Regions from separate parts of the Pelodiscus sinensis genome. Here region 1 is linked to region 2. Evidence: chromatin contacts called from public Hi-C data. All regions are on one chromosome and are shown on one strand. Each heading gives the region's core, a stretch centred on a gene start, on an enhancer-like site or on the middle of the called end of the contact. The rest is flanking DNA. Distances are from core to core; before and after follow the strand shown. Region 1 holds the start of GPR135 (G protein-coupled receptor 135). Region 2 holds the start of LOC102461683 (potassium channel, subfamily K, member 16-like).

Region 1 (4,598 bases), core at 1,914-4,413, 280 kb after region 2:
CTCAGTCCAGGTCCTAGGGGGCATTTTCATCACAGACATTGTGTGGGATTGGTTGCAAGGTCAGGCCATATATACAAATGTTCCTATTGAGAATGTCTTTAAGGATCAAAACTTCCCACTGATTTACACTGGCATGATGAAGCTCTGAGTAGAAAAGTATAGTATAAAACCATGATGTCAACATGAGTTTAAAATTTTTATCCAACATGAACTCTTTCCTCATTAGCATAGCATTTGTCACCCCTTTGTCCTTTCATATTTAGCTTGTGGATCATAATAGGCAGAAACATTTAAATCTCTTGCATAAAAGGCAATTTATTTCATGTCTCATTTACAAAATAATATGTACATCCACTTGAGTCACAGTTGGAAAATTTGATAAAACATTATAATTTAATACTGTACAAGAAAAATACTGGCTATTTCTTCACATTTAAATTCGGCGCAGGTAACAGAAGACCTGAATCCCATTTCCAATTAAAATTTAAGGCTTTGAGATCCTGAACCTCTGAGGAAAATTAATTCATAAATCCCGAGATTAGCTTGGCTGTGCAGCAGCATTTCATGTGAATTGTTTTCAACGATTTGTGCTCTCTCTTTTCAGAGGATACCCATATTGGCAATCAAAGCTGTTTTTACAAACATCATTAAATTCTAATGGATCAAGTATGTTATGCAGTCATCAGGATAACATCTACTATTCCAATCATCCAGTTGTGCACCCAGAAATACAAACTAGACTCATCACATTGCTTTCTCTCTCCTTCAACAGAATACCTGCCTCTCCCCAGTGGCTACATTAAAGTGCTACATTGTCCTGCATTTTGCCTCTCCCCAGTGGCTCTCATTACTATGTTCAAAGGTTGTTAGATTAAATTAGGTATTTTTGTCCACCTCAACCAGGAACTTCACAAACTGAATGATGCCACATATATTCCTAACCCACATTTTATGCTTTCTTCAGTTTGCTCTGGCTCAGAATACAGTACTGCACTCCCATTTCTGGGAATCTCCTGGTTGTAATCCTTCACGCTGAATGTACATACTGAAAGGAAACTATCACAAATTTCATGGAGCTTTAAGCTTCATTCTTCTCCTCTGTAACGTTGCATATTTTCTTTAAATCTGCAGAGCTCTGCAAGGGATTTTTCTTATGTTTGGAATTTTAAAATGCACTTCAAATGCTTTTGGTGTTGTCAGAATTTCAATATGTCCTACAATCTGAGACATGGTGTATTTCCACATATAATGGGTTAAAACAACTGTCTTCTGCAAAACTGCAATTTTCACAGTGTGGTAAGTTGTATGGAGATGGCAATACTCAGCTTCCAGTCACCCTTTTGTGTGTGTGTGGCACTTAACATCTCCCAGTGGTCAGTTGGCTTGTGGTGTGGTGTTCTTAACTTCCTATTGGCACCCTTTTTGCTCAATTGTGATGCTGCTCACCTGGAGTTAGTTATTATGAGCAGGGTTCCTCTTTTTAGCTCATTCCAGCAGCTCTCCCTGGTCTCTTTCCTGTTGAAAGAGAAAGAGCCAGCATCCCTGTCCCTGGATCCTGCCTGTGCTTCCCCCCACCTGTGCATAACTCACACACCTACTGGCATTAAGAATTGGAGTGCTGGACAAAGTCCCACCAGCTCCTCCAGTAAGGCTCCCTGGATACTACAGATTGCACTTTGCTCAGCCTAGTTTAAATGGCCAAAGCCACAGGTCTCCCGGTTCTTCCCACCGGCAGAGAGCCTGTTCCACAGCTGGAGGCAGCTCGGTGCCAGGCAGCTTTTCCTACCGCTGCCCTCGGCCAGCTCAGAGGCTGGTATCAGCGGTGTCGGATTTGGGCGGCAGCGCAGCCGTGTCGGGCTGGGCATCGCGGCAGAAGAGCACGGCCGGGTTCTTGCAAGCCCACATGGCCACCTCGCCGCCGTTGGCCGGGCTGGAGGAGGAGCGGGTGCTGGCGGCGGGGCCGCTGGGCCGCTGCTGGGCATAGCGCTCCTGGCTTGGCTCGGGCCGCCCGCGGGCCTCCAGGCGCTGGCCCCGGGCGGCCAGGTAGGCGGCCACGTTGTTCCGAGTCCGGTAGCCGCCCTCGCGGCTGCGGCCCAGCAGCATGGAGATGTTGGGGTTGCGGGCGGCGTAGATGAGCGGGTTGATGGCGCCGTTGGCCCAGGCCAGCCAGCTGGCCACGGCGTCCACGCTGGGCGAGAAGGGCAGGTGGCCGGCGGCGGCCGCCAGCCCCAGGACGCAGTAGGGCCCCCAGCAGCAGATGATGGAGACGATCATGATGAGCACGGTGGTGGCGGTGCGCATCTCGCCGTAGCAGCGCAGCAGGTGGCCGTAGGTGGTGAGCGGCCGCACCCGGCTCTCGGAGAGGCGCACGGCGCGGCAGATGTTGTAGTGGCAGAAGCACATGAGGGCGAAGGGCAGCAGGTAGCAGAGCACGATGAGCGCCGCGCTGTAGGGCGGGCCCAGCCGCGACGAGCCCCCGGGCAGCAGCACGTAGGTGCAGCGGGCCCCGCCCGCCCGCTCGCCCCCCGCCGCCTGGGCCAGCAGGTACCAGGGGGCGGCGAAGCCCAGCGCCGCCAGCCAGACGGCGGCCAGCAGCTGGGCGGCGCGGCGGCGGCCCATCTTGCGGCGGGGCTGGCGCACGATGGCGCAGTAGCGGTCGAAGGAGAGCAGCGCCATGGTGAGGGTGGCGGCGATGCCCAGGCCGGCGTGCAGGGCGGCGCTGGCCAGGCAGAGGCGCTGGCCGGCGAGCCAGGCGCCGCGCGGCTGGCTCAGCAGGCGCAGGAAGGCGAGCGGCAGGCAGAGCAGCGCGCCCAGCAGCTCGGAGAGGGACAGCGACAGCACGAAGGCGTTGGTGACGGTGCGCAGCTGCCGGTGCCGGGCGATCACCAGCACCACGGCCCCGTTGCCCAGCGCCGACAGGGCGAAGATCAGCGCCAGCAGCAGCGCCTGCGAGGCCAGCGCCGCGCCCGACCAGCCCGGCTCCTCCGCCTGGCCGCCGCTCTCATTGCGCCCCGCGCTCGCCGACGGCGGCTCCATGGGCAGCCAGCATCGCCTTGCGCGGCCGAGGCTGCCCGTGTCCGGGGAGCCGCGGCGCCGCCTGCTGCTCCCCGCCCGGCCGGGCAGGCTCTGAGCGCCGCCGCCGACCGCCCGCGCCCCCTGCTGCGTGCGGCCTTCGGGGGCTCCGCGAGCCGCTGACGTCTCCAGACCGTTGCCCAGGGAACCGCGTCCGGCCTCGCCGATTGCGCACACGGGGCCCGGCCAGAGCCAGGGGCGACCCCCGCGTTGCTTAGACCCCCCCCTCCCCTGGCCGCGCAGACTCTCCGACAGAGTGACCCCCACACACCAAGAGTGGCACACCCCCACTCCAACAGTGACACACACCCTGACACACCCCCACTCCAACAGTGACACACACCCTGACACACCTCCACTCCAACAGTGACACCCCCCACTCCAACAGTGACACACACCCTGACACACCTCCACTCCAACAGTGACACCCCCCACTCCAACAGTGACACACACACACACCTCCACTCCAACAGTGACACACACCCTGACACACCCCCACTCCAACACAGTGACACACCCCACGCCAACAGTGACACACACACACACCCACTTCAACAGTGACACACACACCCCACTCCAACAGTGACACACACCCTGACACACCCCCACTCCAACACAGTGACACCCCCCACTTCAACAGTGACACACACACACCCCCACTCCAACAGTGACACACACCCCACTCCAACAGTGACACACACCCTGACACACCCCCCACTCCAACACAGTGACACCCCCCACTTCAACAGTGACACACACACCCCCACTTCAACAGTGACACACACACACACCCACTCCAACAGTGACACACACCCCACTCCAACAGTGACACACACCCGCACTCCAACAGCGACACACCCCACTCCAACAGTGACACACACACACCCTGACACACCCCCACGCCAACACAGTGACACACACACACACCCTGACACACCCCCACTCCAACACAGTGACTGACACACACCCCACGCCAACAGTGACACACCCTGACACACCCCCACTTCAACAGTGACACACACACACGCCGACGTACACCCCCCCTCCAACAGTGACACACGCACACACACACCCTGACACTCCTCCACGCCAACAGTGACACACACACCCCCGACACCCCCCACTCCAACAGAGTGACACCCTCCCCCACTCCAACAGAATCTCACACACACCCTCACCCCAAGAGCGATACCCTCCACTCCAACAGGGCCCCCCCCCACTCCAACAGACTGATTGACACCCCCCCACCCCAAGAGAGTAACACCCTCCACTCCAACAGGGCCACGCACACCCCAGATACACTCCACCCCAACAGTGTGAAATACCCTCAACCCGACCACCCTCACACCCCAAAAGTGACACACATACCCTTGACACCTCCCACCCCAACAGAGTGACACACACCATGAAACCCCCTCACCCCACCCCCATGCCAACAGAGTGATCAGTTCTTGCCCCCTTTTCTCAGCAGTCAGATTTTCCAACCCATTTAGCATTTTTTTTGTCATTCTCCTCTGGCCTTTCTC
Region 2 (3,969 bases), core at 29-2,528:
CCAGGTTTACAGTGCGCTGTGAATGCCTGGCAACAGGTGTGGCAGCTCCCATTGTTCCAGATTAACAATGCAGCCTAGACATCCCCGAGCCCTGCGTCTCAGGGTGTCGAGATGGTCTCATTGCACTTCGCTTCACAGTCCTCTGTTTTGTATCTCCCCAGCGAGAGGCAGCAGGGCCTTGCCGCTCCTATAGACAGCTCTTCCTGTTAAAAACCTATCTGGGGACCCATGTTCCACCTCACACCCTGTTCTGGTCTAGTGGGTGTTCTGGGCAGTCATGGAGGAGAAGTTGGTAGAAGAAACCAACTTTAGTATAGCTCTGATTCAATACCTTCAGCCCATGCCTAGGTCTATCCTGCTTCAGCAACACATTTAAACAGGAGTTTAGCTTTAAAATGTGCTGGTATACTTTTGCACTCAGCACATACTTCAGTTCTTTGTTGAATCAGTGTCTATGGGCCCAATTCTAGACATTATCCAGGCAAAACGCCTGTTGATTTCAGCACAAATCTCTCTCTCTGTCCTTCTCTCTCCCCGTCCCGTCTCTCGGTAGATCAGACCCACAATATTCTAGTCTAGAAGCTGTTTTTAAGGTTTGGAAAGTACTCCAGCGAGGATTGAATAACGGTTTATTCACTTAACTCATTCAGCCAGGAGTTCTCTACAGTGCCAGTGATGTCACCCCAACAGTTTACTTTAGACCTATTGTTTCTTAATGCATTTCAATCCCATCCTAGCACTGCACCCTAAAGATAGTGTAATATTAGCTGAAGGACAAAATTAGCTGCTAATCCTGCTGCTGCTATTATTGGCTGGCAAAGCAGTATTCCCATGGCACATGATTGATTCATAAGTAGTGATCTGGAAAACAAGATTTCCAAAGTCAAAAGTGTGATGATTTGCTTCTCCCAGCAGCATTGTCTGTAAAGCCCGACAGCTGAGCACTGTGGAGAGCTTGGCTTCCTCTTTTAGTACTTTCTCACCTGCTGCTTGTCACACCCTGAATTAACTGACCCTCTCTATACAGCTGGCTCATTTCCTCTCCCCTTCACCGCCCCTCCACCCCATCCCCAGCAGCCAGTGGGGCGACCCATCTGTTATAAAGCAAGGTAGAATTGGTATTTCACTGAGCCTCACAGCCTTCTGTACAGGCACACACTCACCGTTCCTCTCCCTGTGTCCAAAGCTGCCCACTTGCCCAGGTCCCTATGTTACACTCACAGCACCTCCCCTTCTGTCTGACAGCTGGGCTACTGCCTTTGTATTAGGTGGGAGCTGCTTAGCTGCACCATGGCCTCTATGAGGTCACTGATATAGTCACCCCCTGTATTTGGTGGGACTGCTTAGCTGCCCCCCTAGGTCTCTGTGAGGTCATTGATACACTCCCCTCTGTTTACCAGCCCCAGGGCCTCATAAGTCCCTGGTGTGACCAGACTGGTGTCCCTTTGCACTCTTATGGCAGATAAGCTCAGATTCCCTTAGAGAAAGGTTAAAGGCCACTGTACTACGATCGGTTAGCACACACTTATGCATGTAGCGTCTATTGACTTCAGAAGGACCACGCACATACGTTACGTGTCACCAGCATAAGTAAAGGATGTGGAATTGTTCTGAGAGAGTCCGAATCTGTCCCCACCAAAGTCATTGAGAGTCCCTGAAGGCAGGCATTATATTTGGACAGCAGAGATAAGGAAAGGACAGAAGAGACTTTGGTTAACCCAACACATCCTTACAGATGGTGCAAATGAAATTGCTCAGTCTTAGATTTACAACCTGGATCTCTCAATGTGCCCAGCTCTTTGGCTGCTGCCTTAAAAATCATAAAAGTAAATAAGCCACTGATGAAGGCTTTAAGTATACCAGCCAGCTCTGCTCTCCAAAGCCCAGTGTTTTCAGAGAGTGAGTTTGAAAAATGCCCATTTTTCACAAATTAATGCTGGGTGACGTCCTTCCTTTCATTAAAAGTTTCTTTCTACACTCAGACTCTGTGCCTGTGTAACCCATAGACCTAGTGTGGTTCACTGTCCCATGTAGTGACACTTAGACCACTTACAGCGAGGGATAAGAACAAGGGAGCTCTACAGCCTAAGTTGGGATCCAGCTGGCTTCATAGCTCAAAATGTAGCGGCTACTACACTAGGTTCCAGGTTCAGATCTACCTGGTGACAGCTATACGTGGGAAAGGGGAAGTATTGCCTTTTGTCTGGAAATGGGTGACAGGAGAGAGATCACTTGATCGTTACCTGTTGTGTTCCCTCCCTCTGGGGCATCTGGCATTGGCCACTGTCGGCAGACAGGATACTGGGTTGGATGGACCTTTGGTCTGACCCAGTATGGCCATTCTTAACCGTGCCCTAGGGGTGGTGTGTGATTGTCCCAGGCTGCTGAGAGGGGCTCCACCTGATGTGTGTTGTATCTTTTCCTCAAGATCAGTTAAATACATTTTCTTGAGGTTTTACTATTGACATAGCAAAGTGCCTTGGTCTGAGGAGTGTTGAACTGAGGTGAAACCAGTGAACTGGGCTGTTCTGTCTCCATGGAGACAGCAGATTGCTGTCCATTTTGGGTGTCCTGGAGATCAGGGACTGGAAACTCGTGTGTAAGAAGGTGAGGTGTGCTAATTGCTAGGCTGCAGAGGGAAAGAGCAGGGCTCAGAGTGGAGCTCTGGTGTTGCCCACAGTTGTTTCCAGCCTGCTGATCCACTGACCTCTCTAATCCTGTTTCCCAAGGCATGAGGCCTCACCCATGTCCTGGTGATCATATCAAGCCAGGCCCACATCAATATTTAGAGAGTTTCCCTTGGTGGTCACAGAGAAAGCTCCTTCCTACTGTGAGTGGTTGTGATTGACCCTAGACACCTCGGTTAACCTTGAAAAGTGTCACCAATGGGTACATAAAAGGGGGTACATTTCTGGAACAAGATGTGTGGTGTTCTGTCTGTGTGCACTAATGGGTAGTTATGTTTGCACTGCCCATTCCATATGCAGCTAACCACTGCTCAGCACAAGGGGGTAGGTTTTGCACATGCTGCTGCCTGGTGTGCCCCCAGGATGCACATTTGAACCTTTTAGGTATGATGTGTGTGTGTGTGTGAGAGAGAGAGAGAGAGAGAGCATGTTTAGACTGGGCTTTTCTAAAGCTTTTGGGTGCTCTTTGTAAATTCCATCCTTAAGGCTTTGGGCACAGGCTGTGGTATTACCTTTGTACCCTGGGGACAGGGCTGGTATCATGAGTCAGGTTTCACAAATCAGGAGAATGGCTTAAAATCATAAGATTAAAAAAAGTCCATGTGTTTCCTAGCGTCTGAGCTTTCTGAGTGCAGGGGGCTCATAGTTTCAAGCATTTCTCTGCAAACATGGTGGCTAGAAATGAACCTTTTTAAAAATGAAAGCTCAGGCCAGGGCTACACTAAAAGGGAAGGTGGAATCAAGATACACAACTCCAGCTACATTATTTATGTAGCTGGAGTCAACGCACCTTAATTTGAGTTTCCCCACCATCCTCACAGCAGGAGGCTGACAGGAGCCGTACTCCGCACAGAAGCAGGCGTACCAGAAGCTGACGGAGGATGCCCTCTGAGTTTGATTTAGTGACTCTGAACTAGACCCACTAAATCAAACTTCGGAAGATCAATCACTGCAGCTTTGATCTTCTTTTTAGTGAAGATGGGGCCTCAGCCTCACCCCTCCTGACAAGAGTCCAGGCAGTGGGGCATCAAGAAAACCATCAAATATGGTGAGCTTTGTGATGAAAGCAGTTTGAGTGTAGCTGTGCACTTGAAGTCCATTCCTGAGTCAGCCTGCTGCAGCCCCACCCTACCGCAGTGTCGCCTGGGGAGGGGCTATACAATACCTCCTGGAGGGCATGCTTTCTTCCTGGAGTACATGAAGGCTTTGTGGGCTGACATAGAGTAGCAGGATCTGGCCTTGCTTCCTGTCTTATGAGATGATGAGTGTGCCTCAGGATGGC

What was found. Hi-C and Micro-C count contacts between places; a contact is called where the count stands out from the background.
Region 1: a contact with region 2 is called in a Hi-C map of liver, with 3 times the contacts expected there. The contact joins the promoter of GPR135 here to the promoter of LOC102461683 in region 2. A contact is called at or near these places in 3 of 5 Hi-C or Micro-C datasets (liver and an unstated tissue).

What each region holds. Positions count from the first base shown.
Region 1 is chr4:12,281,748-12,286,345 of ASM4963464v1, forward strand. GPR135 (G protein-coupled receptor 135) reads right to left here and starts at 3,164. Exons shown (of 1, transcript XM_075926325.1): 1 at 1-3,164. The coding sequence starts at 3,036. The coding sequence ends at 1,804.
Region 2 is chr4:11,999,148-12,003,116 of ASM4963464v1, forward strand. It overlaps LOC102461683 (potassium channel, subfamily K, member 16-like), which reads right to left and starts at 1,279. Exons shown (of 7, transcript XM_006135254.4): 1 at 1,164-1,279.